2 separate regions of the Mus musculus genome follow, and region 1 is linked to region 2. The links are chromatin contacts, called in public HiChIP or PLAC-seq maps. All regions are on one chromosome and are shown on one strand. The core of a region is the stretch at or near the end of the contact, and the rest is flanking DNA. Distances in the headings are between cores, read along the strand shown.

Region 1 (5,590 bases), core at 2,568-5,067, 170 kb before region 2:
GGGTCTGTGTTTAATCAGAAATGATGCACCTAACCCTCAAGAGACTGGAGGCCCCAGGGAATTTAGAAGTCAGGTGGGGTGGGGAGGAGGTATGGGATGTGGAACAGTAAGAGGGTGGACCAGGGAAGGTTGTGAGGGCAGGGGTGCAGATAAAATCTGGAGTGTAAAAAAATAAATAAAAGATTTTATTTCTGTTTTTGTTTTTTGAGAAAGCGTTTCTCTGTAGCCCTTGTCCTGGAACTTGCTCTGTATACCAGGCTGGCCTCGAACTCAGAGATCTGCTTGCCTTGTCTCCGAAGTTCTGGGATTTAAGTATGCATCACTGTGCCCTAGCTAAGATACTAAAGTTCTCACAAGCCACTAGTTGGACTATAAACCACTTCAGCCTCTTTAAAAACATAATAAAAGCTACTAAAATTGAAAATATAAATACTCTACAACTTACAAATTCCACTTCAAATAATTCATATCAAAGAAACCTTCACATGAGACTGGTAAAGGGTCAAAGTATTTTACAACTTGTAATTTTTTGTTGTTGTAGTTGTTTAGAATAGACTTTAAACAACCACACACAAAAAAGAACCAAATTTAACTTGGGTAGTAAGTATTTTTATAAGATTCTCTGGAATTTCTTAAATTTTTTAAACTAATCAACTAACCATTTTAATTTAAAAGACCAAGGAAACATTCTATTTACTTTAACTTTAAAAATTGAAAAGTATAAGAAAGAAAGAAAGGAAGAAAGAAAGAAAGAGAGAGAGAGAGAGGGAGGGAGGGAGGGAGGGAGGGAGGAAGAAAGGAAGGAAGGAAGGAAGGAAGGAAGGAAGGAAGGAAGGAAGGAAGGAAGAAAGGAAGGAAGGAAGGAAGAGGGAAAGAAAGAGGGAAAGGGAAAGAGAAGGAAAGGAAGAAAGAAATGGGGCTGGAGAGATGGCACATTGGTTAAGAGTACTGACTGCTCTTCCAGAGGTCCTGAGTTCAATTCCCAGCAACCACATGGTGGCGCACAACCATCAGTAATGGGAAATGATGCCCTCTTCTGATGTCTCTGAAGACAGCTACAATATGCACATATACATGAAATAAAAAATAAATCTTTAAAAAAAATCTTATAAAAAATTGAAAAAATATACCTCAATTCAGAAATCATGAGTTTATTTGCCTCACAGCAGCCAATGCATTTGTCCTCCTTGTCAGAAACACTACTCCTCTGGTGCTTACAAAGAGATGACCTAAAGCCAACTATTTCTCTTTTTAACTGCAAGTGTAAAAACAGACACTTATAAACATAAAATATATATGTGATACAACTGTCTTCTTCTTAACACTCAGCTTGGAAAACTATCAATTTCATGGAAACAATCTGGTATTTATCAATAGAATGTATAAGCATGTTTGAGTTATATAAATCAATATGAATACATTTCAAAACATAATAAGCACAAATAACGTATACAGTATTTTCAAACTCATTAAGCAAAGTCATTCTAGATGCATTTATACATAGCAATATTTAAGATATGGATAGAAAGAATACACATACATTTCAAAATAATACAGAATTTTAAAAAGTAGTTATAATGAAGAACAAAACACCCAATGACTAAAAACTTCAAACAATAACCAATTGTTAGGCTAGTATTTCCCTGCACCCATATTTTTTTCACTAGTTAAATAGCATTATCAAATCTGATGATTTCCAAGTTCCTTTCAGCTTCATACTTCCATGACTGACAATACTTTAAAACTTGTAAAATCTGCCATGCAGTCTACCATCCATTCCGAAGTGAAACAAACCATGACATATGTATCACTTTCTCATTCTTGCCTTATTTCATACCTGTCAATGTTCACCTATCTAATCTCACTGACATACATGAATATTTAAAATTCTACACTATTTAATAATATATAACACTGTTCAACATTAGCAATCAAAAAAAATAAAAATGAAAATGATAATGAAACACCAGTTCACATAACTAAGAGGGATAAGTAAGACATACAACAAATGTCAACAGAGATGCAGAGAAAGAACCGGTGTTGGAAGAATTCTAAACAGTTTATTTCCAAGAAATTTCACTAGTACGTATCTATCCAAGAAAAATTAGAGCATGCTAACAAACAGACTTCTATGCCAATATTCACAGCAGCATGATTTACATAGACTAAAAGCAGAAATAGTCCAAATGTTCACCAACCACTGCCTAAATAAGACACAATACATGCACACAGCTGAATACCATTCAAAACTAAAAAGAAATAAAATACTAATATGTCTTGATATGAATGACCCTCAAAATATGAAAACAGATGCAAGAAAATTCACATAATGTTATAACTATATTCATATGAAATGTCCAGAAAAGACAAACCCATAGAAATCCAAACTATTGGGGCTGGTGAGATGGCTCAGCGGGTAAGAGCACTGACTGCTCCTCCAAAGGTCCCGAGTTCAAATCCCAGCAACCACATGGTGGCTCACAACCATCCGTAATGAGATCTGACGCCCTCTTCTGGTGTGTCTGAAGACAGCAACAGTGTATTTACATATGATAAATAAATAAATCTTAAAAAAAAATTCAAACTATTATTGGTTTCCCAGAGTGGGGTGCATTAATTGTAAAGAGGCACAAGGGAAGTTTTAGGTATAATAAAAATATGTAAGACTGGATTGCAATGACTGCTACAAACCTAAAACTCAGCTCAGTAGTATACTTTTGTTTTTTGTTTTTGTTTTCTGTGTAGCCCTGGCTGTCCCGGAACTCTGTAGACCAGGCTGGCCTCAAACTCAGAAATCCACCTGCCTCTGCCTCCTGAGTGCTGGGATTAAAGGCGTGCATCAACACTACCCAGCAATAGTATACTTTAAAGGATTGAATTTTCAACACATAAATAATCCTTCAATAAAACTCTTCAAAAATTCTGTGCAGTTCCTATATATGCATCTCAGAGGGCAAGAAAGGGTGAAAGGGTAAGAAAGGTGAGTGTGAGGAAATAGGTACCAGATGAAAGCGCCACTGAGCAAGCAAGGGTGAGGACAGAAGCTAGGAAAGCGGCCACAGAATGACTGACACTCTTTAACACAGCAGGTTCCTTTTCCACTGCACAGTCAGGTGGGCTAGATTTCTTTTCAAACATACTTACTGGTATCTGGGTTATCAGTTTTTCTAAACTCTTCAGTTCCACCCTTGAATTATCAATGTCCTGCTGACACAACTCTAGTCGTTCATTCTGTGTTGCAACACGAACCTTCAATTCTCGATTTTCATTTAATAAGGAAAACTTTTCTCGTACTATTTCATCTTTGTCCTCTAACTCCCTCTCTAGCTTCAGAATACATTGTCTAGATTCCGTTAACTGTGACATGACTTCTGAGTTTTTCATTGCCATAATCATTAATTTTTCTTTTCCACTGTAATGTTCTTCTTTTAACTCCCTGTGAAGAAAAAAGCATTAAAGTGAAATATGCACACATTTTCAATAATCACCTTTAAATACTCTCACTTTAAACCAAGGACACAACAAAAAAGGGAAAAGTATAGGCCAATATCCTACATAAAAATAGCAAAAATCCTCAACAAAATGCCAGTCCACTGAATACAGCCCATACTGAAAATTAGTTACAATGACCCAATGGCATTTATCCTAGGGATACAAGGATGAGAGGACAAGCATAGTAGCCCACATGTATTACCAGCAACCAAGAGATGAAGACAAAACAACTATTCTGAGTTTGAGCAGAGCCTGAGCGATACAGTGCCTCTGGACCAGCCTGGGCTACAGTGTGAGAAAGAAAGGAGAAAAGGATGATAACACCTGGTAGATGAGGGTTAAGCTCTGAGGTAAGCAGGGAACTTGTGAGAGCTGTGTCCTGACTATAAGAATGCCTCATTGTGGTTAAACGTACTTAAAGCTGCAGTTGCAGTCTTCCCACTAATGAGAAACTGAGGTGCCAGGGCACTTTCCTAACTGCCACACATGCATACTAACAAAACACTGTATACTCAAAGGATTTTTACCACATTGTGGTTTTGACAACTGTGCCCCTCTCACCTTTGTGAACTTTCAAGAGGATTATGGAAAGATCTTGTTCACCATGATCTGGGAGGGAAAAAAGTTACTACACCCACATGACTATGTCATCCACTACAAAAATAGTTTAAGTATCCACACAGAGGACTGATGGCTACTATCCAGCTGCCTCAGGACAAGTCACTCCAATCTCTCTTTGGAGTGTGCTTGTTTTGCTTTGCTTTGCTAAGTAAACTTCTGCTTAAACTGTATGTCTCTAGACAGAATTTCCTCTGAAAACAATTGCAAAGAAAGATATTTATGCTGGGCACGGTGCTGTACATCTTTAATCTCAGGAGGTAGAATCAGGTAGATCTAAGGCCAGCCTGGTCTACAGAGTAGGTCCCAGTACATCCAGGGCTACACGGAGAAACCCTGTCTTGAAAACTCTGAAAAAAACAAACCAAATTCATAAAAAAATAGGAATAAATAATTAAAACCAGGCAGAAATTACTGGCAATAGAGGAGCTGGCCTTTAATCCCAGAATTTGGGAGGCAGAGGCAGGCAGCTCTCTGAGATAAAGTCCACCCTGGTGTACAGAGAGAGTTTCAGGATACCCAGGGCTGTTACACAGTGAAGTCATCTTGGAAAAAGAAAGCAGGGAATTACTGAAATGGAAACAAACAAATGCAAAGAATCAGTGAGACAAAAAGTCAGTACTTAGAAAAGAAAAACAGGGGCCTAGCAAACACAGAAGTGAATGATCACAGTCAGCTATTGGATGGGTCACACGGCCCCTTATGGAGGAGCTAGAGAAATTACCCAAGGAGCTAAAGGGAACTGCAACCCTATAGGTGGAACAAGAATATGAACTAACCAGTACCCGGGAGCTCTTGTCTTTAGCTGCATATGTATCAAAAGATGGCCTAGTCGGTCATCACTGCAAAGAGAGGCCCATTGGACTTGCAAACTTTATATGCCCCAGTACAGGGGAACGCCAGGGCCAAAAAGGGGCAGTGGGTGGGTAGGGGATTGGGGGGGTGGGTATGGGGGACCTTTGGGATAGCATTGAAAATGTAAACGAGGAAAATACCTAATTAAAAAAAAAAAGAAAAGAAAAGAAAAACAAAGGCTGGGGAGGCAACTCAGAAATGAAAAGTCTCTGCTACTCTAACAGGGGGACATAAGTTCCAATCCCAGCACCCATGTCAAGTGGCTCAGTGTCTGTAACTCTAGCTTTAGAAATCCAACGCCCTCTTCTGATCTCCAAAGACACTGTTCTCACAAGTACAACTCCTCACCCCTAAAACAGGCACACACACACACTTTAAAATAAAAACAAGATCTGTTCAAAAGCTATTTTATAAAATATAAGACAATATATAATATATATATAGACAAAGTATATATACTTATAGATATACAGTTATAATTGATAGCATGAGGCTCTAGGAATTACTCTAATAACTTCATCTTGTCTACCAAAATACTAAATGTATCCACCTTAAGGAAAATGTGCTATAATGATACAATTAGACAGAAAAAATATTGATTGTTCTCTCCACCTTGAGTCTAAGA
Region 2 (5,557 bases), core at 2,129-4,628:
TTCCCTTCTCCTCCCTCTCTGCTTCCCCTCTCTCCTCCTCTGTTTTCTTTTTCTCTACTTCCTCATCCCTTTTCTTCTGCCCCCTCCTTTCCCTCTTCCTTTTAGAGGCAGGACTCATGTACATGAGGCTGATCTCAGATTCACTATGACATTGAGAATGGACTTGAACTTCATACTTCCACATCTACATAGTGAGACCTTAAGTGTATTGGGTAATGGGTAAGTTTTGGATCCATGCAGTTTAATGTGGTGCTGGGAGTCAAACCTAGGTCTCTGTACATGCTAGGCAAGCATTCTAACTGAGCCACACCCCCACTTCTTCAAATGTTTCCTTCCTTCTCATTGTTTTCTTTAAAAAAAAAACTTTATTTTTATTTTATCTGTATGACTGCGCACACACGTACACACACACACCCCACATGCACACACACACACACACACATGCACACACACACTCACACACACACGCACACATACTCATACACAGGCATATACACACACTCACACACACACGCACACACACACAGAGGCACACATATGCACACACACACTCACACACATACACTCATGCACACACACACACACATGCACCCGCACACTCATACTCACACACTCACACACATACACTCACGAACACAGGCACACACACACTCACACACTCTTGCATGCCTGGCGCCCTCAAAGACCAGAGACAGCACTGGATCTCCTGGAACTGGACCTGGATTACAGATGGTTAGGGAGCCGCTATGCAGGTGCTGACAGAGTTCTCTAACACAGTGAATCCAGTGGTCAATTCCTTACTATGGCATTCACTCCTCGTTGATACACTAGCTTAATTTGGCTCTTGGGCTACCTTATTCCTTAACTGGCTGCTCCTGAGACCCTGTTCCTTGCTCGCCTCCCTTGATTTGCACTATACCCAGGGCTTCATCCTTGATTTACACCTCTATTTACACCTCCCCCTCTACAAATGCATGTAGTTTGTAAAACCTGGCTTCAATGCCATCTGAAAATGCCGATAACACCTGTGTATCTCTAACGTGCAATATTTTCCTTTATCCCATACTCTCGTGTACACAATCACCTACTCAAGATTGCCATGAGAGCTGGATGTGGTGGTACAGAGTTGCAATCCCAGCACTTGGGAGTAGAGGCAGGATGATTGTGAGTTCAAGGCCAGCCTGGCCTATATGCATCCTTGATTTAAAAAAACTGAAACCCCAAACCCAGACACCACTTGAATTCCAAATACATACTTAAATGTAACATGAGCAAATAAACTCTTGATCTCCTAGCCAACTGTCTGTAGTTTTCTCTACCTCTCACTACCCCATTACCTTGAAGCACTGGCTGGCATGAAACTAGCTATATAAACCAGGCAGGTCTTGAACTCACACATATCTGCTTGCTACTACCTCACCTGGCCTTGACCAGTTTTGTTTTATTTTATTTTATTTTATTTTATTTTATTTTATTTTATTTTATTTTATTTTGAGATAGGGTTTCCAAATTGTGCAGGTGAGCTGGGCTGAGGCTGTCCTTGAATTCCTGATCTGTTTACACCTCCCAAGTACTATGACTGTGGGCATGTCACCACAACTGGCTCTTACCAGACTTCTCTATAGTCATTGTGTTTATTATTTATTGCCTGTCTTCTCATCTCCAAAATGTAATATCCATAAAGTTAGGAATTCTGCCTGCTTTGTCTTTTTGTGTACATAGCAAAAAAATTTGAACAGTGTCTGGATGCTAAGAAAATACTTATTGCAGAGCTGGAGAGATTGCTCCGTGGTTAAGAGGGCTTCTGGCTGTTCCAGAGAACTCGAGTTTGGTTCCCAGCACCCAAGTTGGGCAGCTTAAAACCAACTGAAATTCCAGCCCCAGGTGTTCTGATGCCCTCTTTTGGCTTTTATAAGCAATCACACAAATATGGCAGACATACACATATAAATAATAAAATCTTAAAAAAAAAAAAAAAAAGGGCTGGTGAGATGGCTCAGCAGGTAAGAGCACCCGACTGCTCTTCCGAAGGTCCGGAGTTCAAATCTGAGCAACCACATGGTGGCTCACAACCATCCGTAACGAGATCTGACTCCCTCTTCTGAAGTGTCTGAAGACAGCTACAGTGTACTTACATATAATAAGTAATAAATAAATCTTTAAAAAAACAAAAAACAAAAAAACAACTAAAGGAAACCGGTAGGATCCGTCCTTTCCTCCTTCTTCCTTCCCTCCCTTTGTCTGTCTTTGTCTTAAGTAGCTCCGGTTGGCCAAGTGCTGGAATTACAGGCATGAGTCACCATGCCCAGCTCATATTTACTTTTACTTTAGAAATTACTGAAGTCATTTAATTAAAAGTGAAAGTCAGTGGCTCATGCACTTCTTTGCGAGTAACAAAATATTATCCAGGTTAAAGACCTGTTTCCAGAAACTGAAAGCACTAGAAACATAAAGTACGGCATAGCAAGGGAAAAAAATGAAGTAGGACCTGCATCTCCCTGCATTGAAGTCACTCAGATCAATAGCTGTACTCCTCCCAGGGTGGCCCCTTCTCCCTTATTTGGCCATCAGTGTCAACAGAAGAAAGCAACGCCTTGAGGTGTATAGCCTTAACTGAGCTGCTCTGCTATATCCTAGAAGGTCTCCTGCCTTCACTGTATTTATCCGGCATTTATTTATTTAATTATGTATTTAACGTGTGAATCATGATTCTGTGGTAGAGGCAAGAAAACTCTGAGGCTGTTTTGCAAACAATGCAAACTTCAAAAAGTCGAAATGGTAAAAAAGAAAGAAAAAGAAATAAAAGAAAAAAATTGCATTAAATTTAAGGTACGCAAAGAGGCGAAGTGTCTGGAAGGCCACGCAGAACTGAGCGGGAAGGAGTCCCTTCCTCCCCTAGATAGCGGTGGTCGCGTCTCCGGAGAGCCTCCTTTCCCTGGAGAGGATCTATGAGTTAGTTGGTCGCCTAGGATGCAGCTCTAAGCATCCACAGAATTTCCGTGCAATCCGCTCGCACAGGTCCAGAGCGCGGACGGCGGGACTCCGCGCGTGAAGCCGCAAGCCTCACAGTGAAGTGGGCGCTCCACGGAGCCCACGTTTTGCGCACCCCCGTGCTGCTCGCACCCGCCTCGGCCGTACCCCTCCCCCGTCCGCGCCTCCCCTTTAAGCACGGAGGCGCAGGCGGATTTGTGTCGGCGGACGCGAGGCTCGACTCCCCTTTATGGCGGAGCCCCGCGCCCGCGCCTTGACGACCGCCGCGGCTGGCGGTGGGGGTGGGGTTCTGCGCGCGGAGCCGGCCTCCGCTACCCGCCGCCCTCGCCGCAGCGCGGCCCCGGGGAGCGCGCGCCGGGGGCGGGCCGTGGGCGGGCCGGCGGGGCAGGGGCGGGGAGGCCGGCGGGCGGCCGCGCTCGGGTCCGCCTCCGACTGCGGCGCGGCGGGGCGATGTGAGTGCCATGGCGAGGAGTCTCTGCGCGGGGGCCTGGCTGAGGAAACCCCATTACCTCCAGGTAGGCCGGCCGCGGCCCCGCCACGCGCCCTCCGCTCCGCGCCACGCGGGACTCAGCGCCCCGTCCTCCCTCCGTGCGCGCCCCGCCGCCTCCTGCGGACCGGCACCTGGCGGCGCGCCCTCCCAGCCCTGGTCCCGCTCCTCGGGCGCCGCCCCAGCCCTGAGCCCCTCTGAGTCCCGGCCCCGGACGCGCCGCGGTCCCTCCTCTGCGTGCTCTCCCGCTTTCCCCAAGGGCCCCCCCTCGACCTGCCATTCCTGACTCTGTGTCTGGGGTAGGAAAGGGTGGTGTGTCATTCCTCCATGCTCCACAGAATCGTGACCGATTGTCATACCAGTGGTTCCCCAAGTCCCAGCCAGTAGCTGTGCCTCGTGCAGATCCCCTGGGTTTGGTGTTCTCATCACATCTCTGGTTTAAATGGGAGGGAGGAGTAGGCAAGCTCGATCGAGGCGATGCTTTTGCAAAAAGGGGATGGTGACCGTTGTACGGCTCTTCACTCAGCCCGCCAGCAGTGCGAACGCAATTCACAGTCACGTCGTGTGTACTGTTGCCGTGTTAATTTTTCATGATTTTCTGTTCCGCTGTCAGTAGGCTTTAGAACCCTCCTGCTGCTTTGGTGCACTGTTTGGTCACCAGGGGGACCTAGTAGACGTCGTGAGTAGCTGAGCACAAATCCATAGCTCGGATGGAAAAACAACTACAAATCAATGCCTCACACATTGGCAGTATTGTTATATGTCTCTAGAGGACACTGCTTACATTAAAAGGCCTGACGACATGGGACGTGTATTTAGGTCAGTTGTTGGTGTGCTTCTTATGAGTATGGAAAAAAAAGAAAAAGTTGAGGAGAAACCGTTACTGTCCAAATAAATCTTATATTTTAATTTGAAATTTGCAAGTGTAAGTCATTACATCGAAACGAGAGAAACCCAGATTGAGAGACTGACTTGACAACTCATGGTTTTAAGGGTGTAAAACTGAATGTTTGTAGCAGCGCCACCAGAAATAGTTGTGCCTTGAGTACCAGTATTAGAACCTAGTCTAGCATTCCACCCCTCCAGGTTAAAGTATTTGGGCATGTTTAAAATCTTTGAACTTAAACTACTTAGCTTTCTATTATTAATTTTTGGAGTTGGTAGAGCTTTAGGCTTTAGTTTTGGCTTTAAATGTTTTCCACAGATGTGAATGCAATCTTTGGCGCTATAACTGTACAAAGGTTTTCTGATGTGGTTAAGGTTAGAAATTAAGAGTTCTGGATTCAATCCCCGACACCACGCAAACAAAATTAGTTTTACAAATAGTTATGCTTACATTAATGACAAACACTTAGTGTGTTTCTTACTTTTCTGAATTTGCATCGTTATCAATGATGAAATTAGGGTAAGCTTGCTAGTGGGCTAATATTAAGATTATTAATTTTTAAAAATGTTTAAACTATTTAAATACCAGCACTTGGGAATCAGGCCTCTGAGTTTGAGGCCAGCATAGTCTACATAACAAGTTCGAGATTAGTGACGACTACATAGAGAAATTTTGTCTCAAAAAAATTTAAAGGTAAACTTAAGATTTAAAGGACAAGTTCTCATGTGACACAGATTGACTTAGAACTCTCGAGGTAGCTAAGGATAACCTTGAATTTCTGATCCTCTTGCTTTTAAGAGCTTGTGATTGCAAGGGTATGAATGAATGGCACAGTTGAGAGTCCAGTGTTTTCCCCAGGAGCTTCCTCCCATCGAAATCTCCAAATAGGCCAGGGAGTCCCAGGAATCCCCCTGTCTCCACTTAGTCAGGTCTGAGATTGCAAGGATGTGCAAATCTGGACGCCAAGTGCTTGGAGAGCAAGACCTTTACAGACTGAGCTAACTCTGTAGCCGCCTCCTCTTCCTCTTCCTCCTCCTCCTCCCCCTCCTCCTCTTCCTCCTCCTCCTCCTCCTTCTTCTTCTTCATAGATCATGCTTAGCATTAACTTAGTATTAGCTAAATTTGATTTGTCATGGAGAGGGTTTCTTGTGCACTGTCTTTTGGCAAAAGAAAATAAAAAAACTTTAACAGCC

What was found. HiChIP or PLAC-seq counts read pairs in DNA pulled down with a chosen protein or histone mark.
Region 1: a contact with region 2 is called in an H3K4me3 HiChIP or PLAC-seq map of the SCID.adh cell line, with 2.5 times the contacts expected there. The contact joins the enhancer-like site here to the promoter of Dipk1a in region 2. A contact is called at or near these places in 1 of 39 promoter capture datasets (embryonic stem cells), 7 of 115 datasets of contacts at active chromatin or transcription factors (the SCID.adh cell line, bone marrow-derived macrophages and embryonic stem cells) and 2 of 9 other capture datasets (adipose tissue and liver).

The regions. Positions count from the first base shown.
Region 1 is chr5:108,159,313-108,164,902 of GRCm38.p6, reverse strand. It overlaps Ccdc18 (coiled-coil domain containing 18), which reads right to left. Exons shown (of 29, transcript NM_028481.1): 9 at 3,145-3,436; 10 at 1,131-1,255. Among named protein-coding and RNA genes, the nearest start is that of Ccdc18, 29 kb to the right of the region's middle. Within about 2 kb of position 3,817, at least 12 of the 459 cell types and tissues checked have an H3K27ac peak or open chromatin away from gene starts, as enhancers often do. A contact at or near this core is called in the SCID.adh cell line, where this site is marked.
Region 2 is chr5:107,984,898-107,990,454 of GRCm38.p6, reverse strand. It overlaps Dipk1a (divergent protein kinase domain 1A), which reads left to right and starts at 3,378. Exons shown (of 5, transcript NM_026062.4): 1 at 3,378-3,506. The coding sequence starts at 3,453.